Linked DNA regions of Oryctolagus cuniculus: region 1 is linked to region 2. The links are chromatin contacts, called in public Hi-C maps. All regions are on one chromosome and are shown on one strand. Each heading gives the region's core, a stretch centred on a gene start, on an enhancer-like site or on the middle of the called end of the contact. The rest is flanking DNA. Distances are from core to core; before and after follow the strand shown. Region 1 overlaps VIM (vimentin). Region 2 holds the start of LOC127483446 (a long non-coding RNA gene).

The links. A called contact is a pair of places that touch in the nucleus more often than the background predicts.
Region 1: a Hi-C map of an unstated tissue shows a contact between it and region 2, with 2.4 times the contacts expected there. The contact joins two enhancer-like sites. A contact is called at or near these places in 3 of 6 Hi-C or Micro-C datasets (embryonic fibroblasts, psoas muscle and an unstated tissue).

Annotation. Positions count from the first base shown.
Region 1 is chr13:43,368,337-43,375,845 of mOryCun1.1, forward strand. VIM (vimentin) reads left to right here. Exons shown (of 9, transcript XM_002717420.5): 1 at 1-3,353; 2 at 4,001-4,061; 3 at 6,957-7,052; 4 at 7,140-7,301. The coding sequence starts at 2,791. Among named protein-coding and RNA genes, the nearest start is that of VIM, 5.3 kb to the left of the region's middle. Within about 2 kb of position 1,910, at least 7 of the 8 cell types and tissues checked have an H3K27ac peak or open chromatin away from gene starts, as enhancers often do.
Region 2 is chr13:43,144,133-43,151,456 of mOryCun1.1, forward strand. CUBN (cubilin) reads right to left here. Exons shown (of 67, transcript XM_051820614.2): 28 at 1,632-1,782. It overlaps LOC127483446 (a long non-coding RNA gene), which reads left to right and starts at 1,778. Exons shown (of 3, transcript XR_007909672.2): 1 at 1,778-5,864. Within about 2 kb of position 5,744, at least 6 of the 8 cell types and tissues checked have an H3K27ac peak or open chromatin away from gene starts, as enhancers often do.

The DNA of each region.
Region 1 (7,509 bases), core at 660-3,159, 220 kb after region 2:
TCTGCACAAAAATAAACTTACCTTTTAATTCCACTTTCTGTGAACTTTCTGAAGTATCTTTGGTACTATATATATGTATATATATATATATATGCTTGACATATATTATATATAATTACATATACTACATGGGATATATAAATCTAACAGCTGTGGCCATACCCCCAGGCTTACCATAGCCCTGAGACTACAGAATGGTGACAGGCTAGAAAGAAGTAGCACCCCTAGAGGATGAAGAGGATGAAAGCCTGCCCCAGAACCACCACTGCCCTGCGGAATGTGCTGTGGGTGCAGGCGGGGCCCGTGGCCACACCACACCACAGCCTTGCCCTCATTTTCCATAGTGAGTCAGTCATCAAGTGGCCCCTGACCGCGCCACCGCATTGCACTGGGATCAGCATTTCACGCAGGGGGAAGGTCCAGCCTCTCCTCTCCCCAAAGGGAGGTGACTTGCCATTCAAAGGGTTGCAGGCAAACTTACAATGGTGACATTTGCTGAGCAGTGGCTTGAATAAAGGGCCCTCAGAAAGGCAAGACCTTAACGTGGAACATAGGCTAGTCCCAGGAATGCCCCTCAGCCTCCAGTGAATAAGGGAACAAAGGACAGCCACAGCAGGAGAGCTGGCCTTAGAGGGTCCTGTGGCAGGTCCTTGGCAGTGCCATTCACCAGGACTCACTGAGATGAGGTAAACTAAACATTGCTCAAAGAGGTTTGTACAAAAAAGGCTATGCTACACCCTTCAATTGCCACCACATGCTTTTTCTTAAATGCCAGGTGATTTCCAGTACCCGGTCCCCACCCAAAGAGGGTGCAGGAATCTGTTTCCTGTACAATCAATTTACAGAGGTTCTGCAGTTCACCGGTTCGGTACTCCCTAAGTATTCCAGATACTCCGACACCTGTGGTTCTTCAATTGCTGCTTCATCAAAAGAACACTGGCTTGCCTGTCCCTCCATCTCGTGTGTGTGTGTGTGTGTGTGTGTGTGAGAGAGAGAGAGAGAGAGAGACGACTCAATTCCACGTAACTAACAGTGAAACAATAGCCTCTGAGTTCAGCGGTTTCCCCAGAGAGGTTAAAGCGGCTACATCGGAACATTCCCTCCGTGTCCTGATCTCCAAGTTTTTTTTTGTCCTCTAGACAAAAGGCTTCCCCAGCTCCAAGTCCAATCCCACGAATTCCTCTGGAAAACAGGACCTGAGACATTTCCCGAACAATGCACTGGAACCCTGCACTATGCATCGCTAAAATTAACACATACATTCGGTCATTTGAGTTGTATAATTGCCTTTCACTTGAACTCACGAGTCAAAGTGGAGTTTTTAAGCAGCGCCTAATTAATTCTTTCATTGGCTCCCACGTCACCTATAACGACTTCCACCCGCAGAAAAACTGGTGAGCACTGAATTCGGTTGTGCAACTACGGACTCGAGTTTCCTCTTTCACCCAGAACTTCGAGATCCTGTTCAGAGTCGGGTGTGGCCTCACAGTAGGGGCGGGGGGAGGAAGGGGGCGGACGAAAGGAGCCCGGGCGGGCGAGGGCGGCAGGGAACCGTGCAAAGCCAGGTCTTCAACCAGCGCCTTCAAGAGCGCCCAGACCCATGCCTGGTGACGCTCCAAGGGCTGCAGAAGTTTCTCACGAGCGAGAAGTTCGCAGCCTGGGAGCAAAGCCAGACTTCGGCGAGTTCTGAAAAACTTAGGGGCGCTCTTGTGCCCCCAGCCCGGGCCGCACACATCAAAGCGGAGGCCCAGCTCCAAATCAGTGGAGATTGGAGCGATAAGTGCGCGCGGGGCCCGCGGAAACTTGAGTCAAGCTCGTCTAACGGTTTCCCCTGAACCGCTAGGTGCCCTACCCCTCGGCGGGGTGCTGTGAGTCACCGCCCGTGACTCAGCGACCCCACCCTTCTCCCCTGGGCTTCCCTCGGCCGCCGCCTCGCAGCTCGGCCGTCCCAAGCTGGACTGAGCCCCTGAGTCCCTGGACGAGACCGGGCCGGAGCCCCCTAAAGAGGACACACTGAGAAGCGTCGCGCGCAGAGGAGCCCGCCCTTGCAAACAGGCGGTGCCCGAGGCTGCGCGAAGCCCCGCGCTGCGTCTCTGGCTGTGTGCGCCCCCACCCCGCGCTCCAATCTCGGGCGCTCTTTGTCTCTTTCTCCTCCGCGCCTGGCGATCTGCTGGATCCCTTACTCCCCCTGTTCATGCCCCTTGCCCGCAGGTCTCCCCATCCAGAGGCTCCCAAACCGCAGCAATCCAGGCGCCACGCACCGCTCCCGCCCGCGCGCCTCCTCCCACGCCCCCTGGGCCGGGTGCCCGGGACCCTTTTGGTCCAGATCCAAGCGGATCCCCACACCCACCACGGCGCAACCCCGCCTTCATTAACATCCTGGGATGAAAAAGAGTTCCGGCCATCCTGAGGAAAGCCCCAGAAAGTCTCAGCGTAGCCCAGCCCAGCCCACGAAGTAACGGGACGTGGCCCAGGCCAGAGCCTCAGACTGGGAAGGCTCCAGGGCGCCCCCGCCCCAAGCCCCGGCCCACCCTTCCCACTTCTCGCCGGGTCCCCATTGGCTGGCGCTCACGGCGGCTAGGATGGCAGTGGGAGGGGACCCTCTTTCCTAACCGGGTTATAAAAACAGCGCCCTCGACGGGGTCCCGTCCTCTGCCACTCTCGCTCCGAGGTCCCCGCGCCAGAGACGCAGCAGCGCTTCCACCGCCCACACCCACCGCGCCCTCGCTCTCTTCTCGGAGCCCGTCCGCGCCGCCGCAGCCGCCCAGCCCACCACCGCCCTTTGCAGCCATGTCCACTAGGTCCGTGTCCTCGTCCTCCTACCGCAGGATGTTCGGCGGCCCGGGCACCGCCAGCCGGCCGAGCTCCAGCCGGAGCTACGTGACCACGTCCACCCGCACCTACAGCCTGGGCAGCGCGCTGCGCCCCACCAACAGCCGCAGCCTCTTCTCCTCGGGGTCGGGGACCGCGTACGTCACGCGCTCCTCGGCGGGGCGCCTGCGGAGCAGTGTGCCCGGCGTGCGGCTGCTGCAGGACTCGGTGGATTTCTCCCTGGCCGACGCCATCAACACCGAGTTCAGGAACACCCGCACCAACGAGAAGGTGGAGCTGCAGGAGCTGAATGACCGCTTCGCCAACTACATCGACAAGGTGCGCTTCCTGGAACAGCAGAACAAGATCCTTCTGGCCGAGCTCGAGCAACTCAAGGGCCAGGGCAAGTCCCGCCTGGGGGACCTCTACGAGGAGGAGATGCGGGAGCTGCGCCGGCAGGTGGACCAGCTCACCAACGACAAGGCCCGCGTCGAGGTGGAGCGCGACAACCTGGCCGAAGACATCATGCGGCTCCGGGAGAAGTAAGGCTTGCGGGGCCCCGGGAGGGAGCTGGGACCGGGCCCCCCCGAGAGGGCTGCCACGCCCTTGGGGCGTTGGCCGGGGCGGCTGCAGCCTAGGGGACTGCAGGGGCGCGGCAATGTGGCTGCGGCGGCGCAGCCCCGCCCTGAACCCGAGCCGTGCGGTTAGCATTTCCCTTACCCATAACCCAAGTAGGTCCGTTTCAAGTTAAGAGATTTCTTAAAACGACCGCTTTGTGCGTGCTCGAAGGCCCTTGGGCACGACCGAAGCGACGGGCCCAAACTTTCAGAAAGTTTCCCGGCCCCTGCTGGCACGCTGCCAGTCCCCAGGCGGGAGGAGGAGGGGGAGGCTGCGGAGGAAGCAAGACAAAGGGATGGCCGAGGGTCCCCAGGGGCGGGGCGGCGGCTGCCACTGGCATCGCCTTTCCACGCCGGGCCGCCCCAGGTCCCGCGAAAACCCGCCGGGGAGAGTGGTGCCGAAGGCTGCGGTCGCTCGTCTGCTGCCCGCTGGGGTGGCGCCGTGGCTCGTGGCTCGCGGCTCGCGGCTCGGGACTCGCGACTCGCGGTCGGGCGACGTGGTGGCTGGGTGTGGCCGCCCCGCCCCCGGCGGTTTCCCGGTTCCTCTTTGGCTGACGAGCAATTGTTTTCAGGTTGCAGGAGGAGATGCTGCAGAGAGAGGAAGCCGAGAGCACCCTGCAGTCTTTCAGACAGGTTTGTGGACTCCCTCCCCCCCCCCCCCCAAGGCGGCCTCAGGGCCACACCCAGCCACCCCGCCGGCCCGCTCTCAAAGTTTCTAACTTTTCAGTCTATAAGCGCAAAACTTCACATCTGTGCGCAAAGCCCCCTAGCGGCGGCAAGACCACGGCTTAGAGCCTCTCAGTAAAAAAAACCCTTGAATGATTTCCTTAGTTGCTTAGGACATAAAGTCTTTTATACTTTTTTGTTTTGTTTTGTTTCAACAGTTATTTTCCCCCCAAGACATATTTTTTCATATCATTTTTGCAACACATTAACATTCGGATTGCGAACAGTTACAGTTTGGCTTAGATTCTGGTTTGCTAAAGCCAAGCTGGTTGACTTTTTACAAGGCCACAAAAAGCGCAGTTAGGCCCTGTGGCTTCCAATGTAAAATGTGTTGGAGGATGAGACGCTGGCATGCAGCCAGTAGGCTGCTTCCCTGCTCTGCAAGTCTATTGTGGCGTTCAAGTTAGGTGGAAGTTATCACTAGGCACAGCCATCTGCGCGCTCAGCTGAAGGGTGTTAGTGGTTCCCATGGGCTTCACCAGGAATGTAGATACAGACGTGCTGGCAAATGTGGTGGCCCTAGACAGACATAATAGGAGTCTTTGTGTTCCCAGAACAGCTTTGCTGCAGGCTACATTCTCATTGAGAATGTAGTGATGTAAGCACAGTTCTCATTGGACAGAAGTATTTGCCAACATCAGCTACCTACTCTCTGGCCCAGACTTGGGAAGGCTGCGATGTGAAACCTTGCACACGCTACAGTCATTCTTTGTGTTTTGAAAGACCTGTATGGGGGTCTTTGACACTATCTCCATCAACAAAAATAACTGCAGAGTGTTTTTTTTTTTTTTTTTTTTTGGCTCTAAAGTTAGATGGACTTAAAGGAATTTTAACTTACAATTGGAATCCTAAAACAGGAAGATCCCCATCATGGCTTGGTTCTCTGGAACATTCACTGGGGTTGGCTACCAAACACACTCAGGTGAACAGTCTAGGATAACATTTTGAAGATTTGCCTCATTAATCGAAACACAGCAATGTGTGGTTGCTGCCTCTGATCACTGTTCCTGATTTTTACCCCCATAACATGATATAATAGATCCCCCGTTGAGGAAAAAAATAAGGGAAAAAATCCTCATTCTCTTCAATGATATAAGAAGTAAAATATCTATATTTTCCTGTGCTTAACAAGAAGCAAAAACACTAATTTTTTCCAAGTTGGGTCTTTTTATTATCACTCACTCCTTATTCACTTTTGCATGATGGTTTTAGAAGTGTCTCAACATTTTAAGACTAGAAAACTGTAAACTGGACCCCAAATGTAGTTGCTTATAAGAGAAGGGGTATAAGGACCTAACTTAGCACATTCCCTTGAGTGGAAATGAAATCCTAACTGCAAGATCACACATTTTTAATTGGAATGTAGAAGGAGAGCAAGAGCTGCAAAGATTCTTACATGCAAGCATTTGACCATTCTGAAACAGGTTAAGGAACTGAATCAACACCGGGCAAGTACAAAGACGGACACGCCCTTAAAGGACAAGTCAGGGAGTTTCAGAATAGTCCACCAGAGAAAGCAAAGCGAATATAGTTCAAATTTCTATTCCTTAATTGCCTAAACTGCACCTTTGTGAAGGCACACCCTGAATTCAGCATTGGGTGGCTACTTGGTATAAATCTAGCCTTGCAATTAACCATGTAGTTGCTTTGAAGAAAGAAAAAGAACTTACAGATATGCCAAAACTTTTTAAAAATTAATTAATTTGAGAGACAGGGAGGGAGAGGGAGAGAATTCCCATCCCTTAGTTCACTCCCCAAATCCCCTGAATGGCCAGGGCTGGCCCTGGCTGACGCTGGGAGCTGGGAACTCATTTCAGGGTTTCCACACGAGCAGCAGGAACCCACTTATTCTGCACCATTACTGCTGCCTCCCATTAGCAGCAAACTGGAGTCAAGAGCCAGTGGCGAGTGTTCAGCCCAGCGAGTTTTCAGCCCAGCCACTCTGATATGGGACACGGGACACAGGGCGGGCAGAGTGGACAGTGAGAGAGAGAGAGAAAGAGTCAGAGAGAAAGGTCTTCCTTTTGCCATTGGTTCATCCTCCAATGGCCGCCGCCGCCGGCGCCGGCGCATCGTGCTGATCCGATGGCAGGAGCCAGGTGCTTTTCCTGGTCTCCCATGCGGGTGCAGGGCCCAAGCACTTAGGCCATCCTCCACTGCATTCCCTGGTCCCAGCAGAGAGCTGGCCTGGAAGAGGAGCAACAGGGACAGAATCTGGCGCCCCCAACCGGGACTAGAACCCGGTGTGCCGGCGCCGCTAGGCGAAGGATTAGCCTAGTGAGCCACGGCGCCAGCCATGGACGGGCATCTTAACTGCTCAGCCAAGCACTTACTTGCCCTGTGCTGAAACTTCTTCTCTACATGTACTCTTATGGACATGAAATTGTAGAGTCCAATTTACTTCTATTATCATGTTATTGCAAGAAATTACAAAAAAAAGTTTTGAAAATGCTATGGCATTGATTTTCTAGATTAAAAAAATAATAAAGCCTTACTGGCAAAATATGGGCTCAGTAATAATAGAGTGCAGCTTACAATGTTGGCATACATTTATCTATTTTAAATTGGCTATTAGGCACCATGAGTACAGCACAGTGGGTCCAAATTCAAACTCAAAAAGCATACAACATAGCATAGTACTAAGTGACTTGTAAACTTATTTGAGGATCATGAAATTTATCAACCATGTTTTCCACAGTAAGGAGACCAGACGGGATATGTATGGTTAATTTCAAAAGAATGAGTGAGCTAAACCTACGCATCAGCGTCCCCCATGCCCTGTCTTTTCTCTTTTGAAAACAGGACGTTGACAATGCTTCTTTGGCACGTCTTGACCTTGAACGTAAAGTGGAATCCTTGCAGGAAGAGATTGCCTTTTTGAAGAAACTGCACGATGAGGTAAGCGGAGCAGCCTTTAGAGAGTCAGTGAGGGCAGAGCTGCTGTCGGAGCTGGCACGGCTGACCTCCCGTCTGTCCTTTTCTCAGGAAATCCAGGAGCTGCAGGCCCAGATCCAGGAACAGCATGTCCAGATCGACGTGGATGTCTCCAAGCCTGACCTCACAGCTGCCCTGCGTGACGTACGTCAGCAGTACGAAAGTGTGGCTGCCAAGAACCTCCAGGAGGCAGAAGAATGGTACAAGTCCAAGGTATGCAATGAGGCAGTGTGGTCAGAACAAAAGAAAAGTATTTTTTCGATCTGGAAATACTGCACCTGCCGGTAATTCCTAGATAGATTTTAGCTCCAATCAAAAGTTGGCTTTCGGCCGGCGCCGCGGCTCACTAGGCTAATCCTCCACCTTGCGGCGCCGGCACACCGGGTTCTAGTCCCGGTCGGGGCGCCGGATTCTGTCCCGG
Region 2 (7,324 bases), core at 4,494-6,993:
TATTTTTTACTTACATATTCTCCACTTATGATGGATTTATTGGGTCATAACCCCATTGTAAGTAAAGGGGTTATGTCATGACAAATAGGGTATCTGTTATAGGTCAGTTGCACATAGCTCTGAGATTCATATATTGAGCGTACTACAATGTGAACAACACTCACATCTACCAGGGCACACCCCAGATATTGCCAGTAGGACCACAGCTTAGATATCTGTGCTGATTCCTTTTATAACATTACAACTCCACTTCTCTGTCCAATCCATTGGAATACAACAATGAGCTCTAACAAATTGGCTAAGAATTGCCTCCAGAATACCCACAAGGACTGCATGCATTTTTTCAAGGCTGGATCACTCTTGGCCAGTGGGTCTCAAACTTTAATCGCTAAGGAGATCAGTTAAGACACAGATAACTGGGACTACCTTCAGGGCTTGTGATTCAGTAGGTCTGGAATGAGGTTTAAGAATCTGGATTCTCACAAGCTCCAGGTGCTGCTGCTCTTTGGGGATATGTTTTGAAAACACTGCTCTGGGGCCGTCTGTCTGCAGACTGGTCCACAAGAGGTCAACTGTGAAGTGTCAGAGCTCTTGTTGAGAAGAACTTTTCATCTTTGGAGGAATGATTATCTCCACCTGCTCCCTGAACCACTGATTTGTAGTGGCCTCTGATGTGTCCCTGTTCTTTTCAGCATGCCCTTGGCATCGAGCATCCAGGTGAATTTGCTGCTCTTACTCCTCTCTCAGACCTTTTCTTCTTTCCCTTCTGCTCATCTCTGATTGACTTTTTTAAAAAAATTATTTTATTTATTTATTAAAATTTATTTTATTTATTTGAAAGGCAGAGAGAGGGATAGAGACAGAGAGAAAGCACCAGTGATTCACTCCCCAAATGGGCGCAAATGGCTGGGGCTGGGCCAGGCCAAAGCCAGAGGACAGATGCCCCCTAGGTCTCCCACTTGGGTGGCAGGGGTCCAAGCACTTGGACCATCTGCTGCTGCTTGCCCAAGTGCGTTAGCAGGGAGATGGATCACAAAAGTGTAGTACCCGGGACTCAAACTGGCATCCATATGGGATGACAGCACTGTAGGCAGTGGCTTAAGCTTCTAGGCCACAATGCCAGCCCCTCTGATTGACTCTTATAATTGCTCATCCATCCCCATCATTCTTTCTCTACCAAATGTCAAAATCAAGGTGAGTCTTAATTCTCATTGTATTCCACTGCACCTGGCAAGACTTCCATTCCACTTTGCAATGTGCTTGCTATACCAAGGTCTCCATCCTTAGAAACTTCATTCTGTACCCTACTTCTCTAAAGCAATTTATCACTTAACCCATCTTAAACATTATCTAAATCTTTTCTATTTTGCCTTACTTTATATTCAACTTATGGGGACATAATTCCATTGTAAGCAGAAAGGTTGTGCCCACTTTGACTTCACTTCTTCTCTCATCTCTGAGGATTTGACTCTCCAAGTTCTACTAGTGTCTGCATGAATTTTCTGAAGCCTAGCACTAGATGATTACCTACTTTCCGTTGTTTGTTGATGGTGTTGTTTTCAAGGCTAGAATTGGAAAGGACCCATTCTCATGTAACAAAGTAATCCAACTGAAATCAGCACAGGGCTTACCTTGAACGAACCACTGCATCTGAAATCCCATCTCGTTGTGATTCACTCCATCGGTATGGAACAGTACTTGAAGCCTGGAGCTTGTGGTACCCCCTGGCGTGGGTTTATTTGCTCCACAGTAGCGCCCTATCCGCTGTGATCCATCATAGAGCTGAAATCACAGAGAAACAGCCCAATGTAAGACCTGGCTTGTCTTACGGAAAAAGCCAGGTCTACTCAGGAGCAAAAGCTGGGCCTTGGTTCAAAAATTGGAGACAAATTGGCTGAGCTGGATTGAATACAAGAGGTTTAACACAAGAATTTAAAATAGAAAATTACCTAAAGATGATTTTAGAGATGGATAGATCTCATTCCTAGGTCCAACAGATTGAAAAATTCAGCTACTCATTTTTGGTTTTATATCAACCTGGAAGTCCAAAGTATAACCAGGCACAGAATCAGGAAATGACAGGGCAAACATGCTACCTTCACCTATCAACGATGCACAGGAGATGCTCAGTGAGGAGCAGCTACCACAATTACAAGATGTAGTTTTTAAAATAAATAATAACTAAAAATGTCAGACTTTAAAATATATGAAAAAGGAAAATACAATGATTAATCCTATTAAAGACAAACATTGTTCATAGTTTTACACCCTAAATTTCTTTTGTCAATGTTTTTCATTTATGTAATTGCATATATATATATGAGTGTGTGTGCAGGTATATATGTGTGTGCATAAATTCAGGCTACATGTTTAATTGCTTTGACTTTTAATACTAAGTATGTCATTAAATATTGGGCTTGGACTCTTTTTAAGGATATCTTTTTTTAAAAAAAGATTTATTTATTTGAAAAGGCAGAGTTACAGAGAGGCAAAATCAGAGAGAGGTCTTCTATCCACTGTTTCACTCTCCAAATGGCTGCAACAGCCAGAGCTGTGCTGAACAAAAAGCCAGGAGCCAAGAGCATCTTCGGGGTGTTCCACACAGGTGCAGGGGCCCAAGGACTTGGGCCATCTACTGCTTTCTCAGGCCATAGCAGAGAACTGGATCGGAAGTGGAGGAGTCAGGACTGGAACCAGCACCCACATGGGATGATGGCACTGCAGGTAGCAGCTTTTACCCACTATTCCACAGTACGAGTCCCAAGGTTGAAACATTTCTAAAGGTGGTTTAAAATGCCACTAACCTCAGCCGGCGCCACGGCTCAATAGGCTAATCCTCCACTTGCAGTGCCGGGACACGGGGTTCTAGTCCTGGTCAGGGCGCCAGATTCTGTCCCGGTTGCTCCTCTTCCAGTCCAGCTCTCTGCTGTGGCCTGGGAGTGCAGTGGAGGATGGCCCAAGTCCTTGGCCCCTGCACCCGCATGGGAGACCAGGAGAGGCACCTGGCTCCTGACTTCCGATCAGCACAATGCGCCAGCCACAGCGGCCATTGGGGGGTGAACCAATGGAACCAATGGAAAAGGAAGACCTTTCTCTCTGTCTCTCTCTCTCTCTGTCCACTCTGCCTGTCAAAAAAAATGCCACTAATCTACTGTATTTACATTACAATTCTATTGTTGTTTAGGTATTTCCAATTTTGTTTGTCAGTTTAAATATTTGAGAGTTTCAATGTTTCTTTAAAAAGATTGCTATAAAGGATATCAGTGAAAGTATAATCTTTTATGGCTCTTGAAATAATATTATTAAATTTCTTACCAGAAAATTTATACCAATTTATGCTTCCACCAGTAGTTTACAGACATGTTTCTTTCACCGAAATATTTTTTATTATGAATGATATTATTTTTTACACTGGTGATCAGAGTGAAAAATTGTTTTTGGTAATCTTCATTTGTGTTATCTTGATTACTTTAGAATTTGAGTTTAAATACAGATGTCCATGTTTACTGAGCATTTTTATTTCTTGCCTTGGAGTTTTTCTGCTGAGGTCTTTGCCCATCTTTCCATGAATGTATTTATATAATCTATTGTGCACCCGTTTTCTGCCTATTTAATAACATCAACAAATACATATGTCCAAATTTAAAAATAAAAACAAACAAGAAATAAACCTCTGTACTATCTCCCTTCCATTGGGAAAGATAACGACAACCCAAAGAGACTGGCTTCCTCATAACTCAGGCCATTCTGTTGTCTCTTAATTCCCTGTGGAGTTAAACACTTTGTTCCAATTACTCTTGGGATGAGCTGCCCATGACAATAAAATGGAAACTATGTTCGTTGATTGTTCTCTTAAACAGTACATATATATCTCTGTGTGTGTGTGTGTGAGTGTGTGTTTTCATGTGTTTGTGGGCAAATGTATAACCTGGATTCAATAAATTCCAAACTGATGCAATTATTTTTATTTACTGAAATGTGATGATATAAAATATTGTTGGACATATATTGGTGTGAACGTAGACAGCTTTAAAGCCAGATTTTACAAAGCATCCCTATGCAGCTTCCCTAATCTCTATAGTCAGCCATAAATTAGTTTTCCTTTGAAAGCTCTCAGCTTTTCATTGGCACTTCTTTTGTGGAAATAGTCACAATCCCTGTGCATTCTAGTTACAGGCACTGCGTCTTATCTCCCCTACTATTGTGAGCTTCCTCAGAGCACAGACCTACCTCTGTCCCCTCCCTTCCTGCCTAGAGCTGGGCTTTAATGAGAGCAGGTTCCCAACACATCCTCAATGAAAGAACACAATGACTTCCACAGCTGCATTTATTCTGATAGGACCGAGTAGCACTGCTAAACTCTGTAGAGATAGGCAGATCTTAAAGTCAGAGTTCTAAACTTGTACTTGCTCTTTTTTGGCAGTAAATGGTTTGGGTTCTTTGTGGCAATTCTTTAGAAGGTGGAATCAGGTAGAGCCTAGCTGAAAGTCATAATAAAGCACAGACTTCTCGATCTTGGCCTGTCTCATTGAGCCCTCGAATTGGCTGCTCATCATATTTCTGCACTTGTGAGATCTCAGAGAAGATCAGCTGACATTTAGAGAGAAGCCCAGAAGCCCATTATATCCTTCACTCTTAAGTACTCAACCTCAGCATTTTAAACAAATGAATACAGATGAGGTTTATTTTTCAGGCTTAACACATTAGCTTCCTAAAAAAAAAAAACAAAAAAAACCCTGCTCTTTTAAATGTGTATACTTATTATCAAGTTTCTAATATTCTACATTTTTGACAGGAAACACAATGAGGAAGGGAGAATGAGAGAAAGTATAAAAGAACATAAAAAGAGGGAACAAGAACAAAAGCCCTTCACCCAGATCTCAAGTCCCCACTCAAACACAGAGAGTCAAAGGGGTGGGAGAGGAGGTACTGTCACAAGCTGTGTGCACCTAAACCACTATTCAGCTTCTTTAGATTAATTTTCAGGTATGAAATCTTCTTCAAAATTAGTTAATACAAAAATAAAGCAACTGTCCCCAAGTAGAGGTATAATAAACAAGAAAACATTCTACTATCTTCCACACTAAAAGGGCTATTCCTCAGTCTGGATTGTAGTGTAGTGACCAAAGCTTAAATTATTTCATCTTTATCCAACACAACCTAAGGTAAAATTTCTCTACACCACAATCACCGTTAGCTTGGAGGATCTCAAACACTAGGCAGCAACATGCTGAGGAATCTACACAGTCCCACAATATAGTACACTTTTGCCTCTCAGTTTAGCAAGGTTAGAAGATGGGACACTTTCACATGACTTAAAGAGCTTTGTTTTTTCCCTTCCTTCCGGATGAGATTACTTCATCCAAGTAATCCCAGAGGCTCGGCGGTGTTAAATAACACATTGTGAGAGCATGGGGGTGGAGGACAATGGCAGTGGGTTTGGGGAAGCACTGATGAATGACAGTCGCTTTATCCTTTGAAGAGGATGTTATACTGAACATCAAATAGACATTTATGAAAATGCTCTAGTGTCAAATAAATCCATAAATTAATTAGTATAGAACAATGCCTTAATCAGGAAAAACACCCATGCCCCTAGTGTTTTGTCCTTTTAACATTGACACTTAATTAAATCAGTTTTTGTTTATATTCAGATGACCAACGTCACCTCTACAATTCATTCCCGCTTAAATTTACCACACAAAAAGGAACAGTCATTTTTCAAAGTACACAAATACTGGTTGCCATGGAAACAAGTTGGTGCCTTGCTGCTCCTGATTCTGTTTTCAGAGCAGAATCTTAACCACAGGACATTCCAGCTGTGACTCATTGAGACTACTGGCAAGCATGCTAGCCTGGATCTGGTAAAAGTATGATTTCTGCAGCTTTTAGTGAGCCTAAAGATCTACTCAATATAGTATAAAAGAAATCAGTAGAAACTAATAGGGGAAGGATTGAGATTCTCACTCCTTGAACAAGCAGATCTAATTTGTATAACTGTGCTTAGAGGTTTTTTCTTTTTTTTTTTTTTTAATACCTAGGACAAAGCTTACACTTTTAAGCTAGCCATTCACTCTATCTTCAAATGTAGATATTTGTATATTGCAAACCCTCCCATGAAGAATCTTTTCATTTATTCTCTTAATGAGACTATTCATTTAGAATCTGTGTGGTTTAGCTCTCCCAACACCCAATCTGCACTGAAATATCTCAACCACTCCTGAGACACGCAAAGAGGAAGGAAATCTCTTGCCTAAGCCACATTTACCAATTTCTGTCTACTTCCTTTGCATGGGTTTGATCACTTGGCACAAATGTAGTATGTTAGATCATTAGTGACTTCAGGCTCCAGCTGCCACATGAAATGATCAGTGAAGTTCGAAATGCTAAGGACCCAAACCACATCAGAGACAGAAAACTGAAGATTTATTAAGCATGGTCAGACGCTGATGCAGCTAGTCCAAGTCTCATAAGTTTAAATGTTTTGCAGGTACATTAGGAATCACTGGAAGCCAAGTTTTAAGTGAACAGAGACCCAAATCCGGCTAAACGGTACCTTAGCTGTTCTTTAGAAAGGAGTCAACTCTATAAACTGCAAAAACTTTTAATAGTGGCCAGCGTTGTGGCATAGCAGGTTAAGCCGTCACCTGCAACGCCCGGCATCCCATATGGGAGCCTATTCGAGTCCTGGCTGCTCCACTTCCCAACCAACTCTCTGCTAATGTGCCTGGGAAAGCAGCAGAAGATGGCCCAAATACTTGGGCCCCTGTACCCATGTGGTAGACCCGGATGAAGCGCCTGGTCCAGTCCCCCATGCTGCTGTGACCACTTTGGGAGAGAATCAGTGAATGGAAGTTCTCTTTCTGTGTATCTTCCACTTTCCCTATAATTCTGCCTTTTAAATAAATCTTAACAAAAAATACTTTAATAGAAATGACCTTTGAAAGGCTCTCCTTGTTGCTTACTTGCTTTATGATTTTAAAAATGTGTAGGTATAATGAATAAAAATTATAATTATCTCCTATATAGAAGCAAGGGATGTATAGATTGGCTATTTTTCTAAACCAATTTCAAACTCATACTGAGTGACTCTCAGTCCTTTTTATTTAAGATTGTCATTGAACTCATACTTTTTCTAAGTACTCTTTTCCTTATTGAAGTTTTTCTGGAATAAAATTACTTTTTTTAAATGAAGAATTAACTTGAAGAATTAATTAAATGTAGTACATACTGAGAAAGTGAATCAGGATTTTCTTTTGGATGAATCATTAAAATAGGAGTAACTTCTGGGGAAAAAAATTCTGTTCATTTCCTGTTACAAATC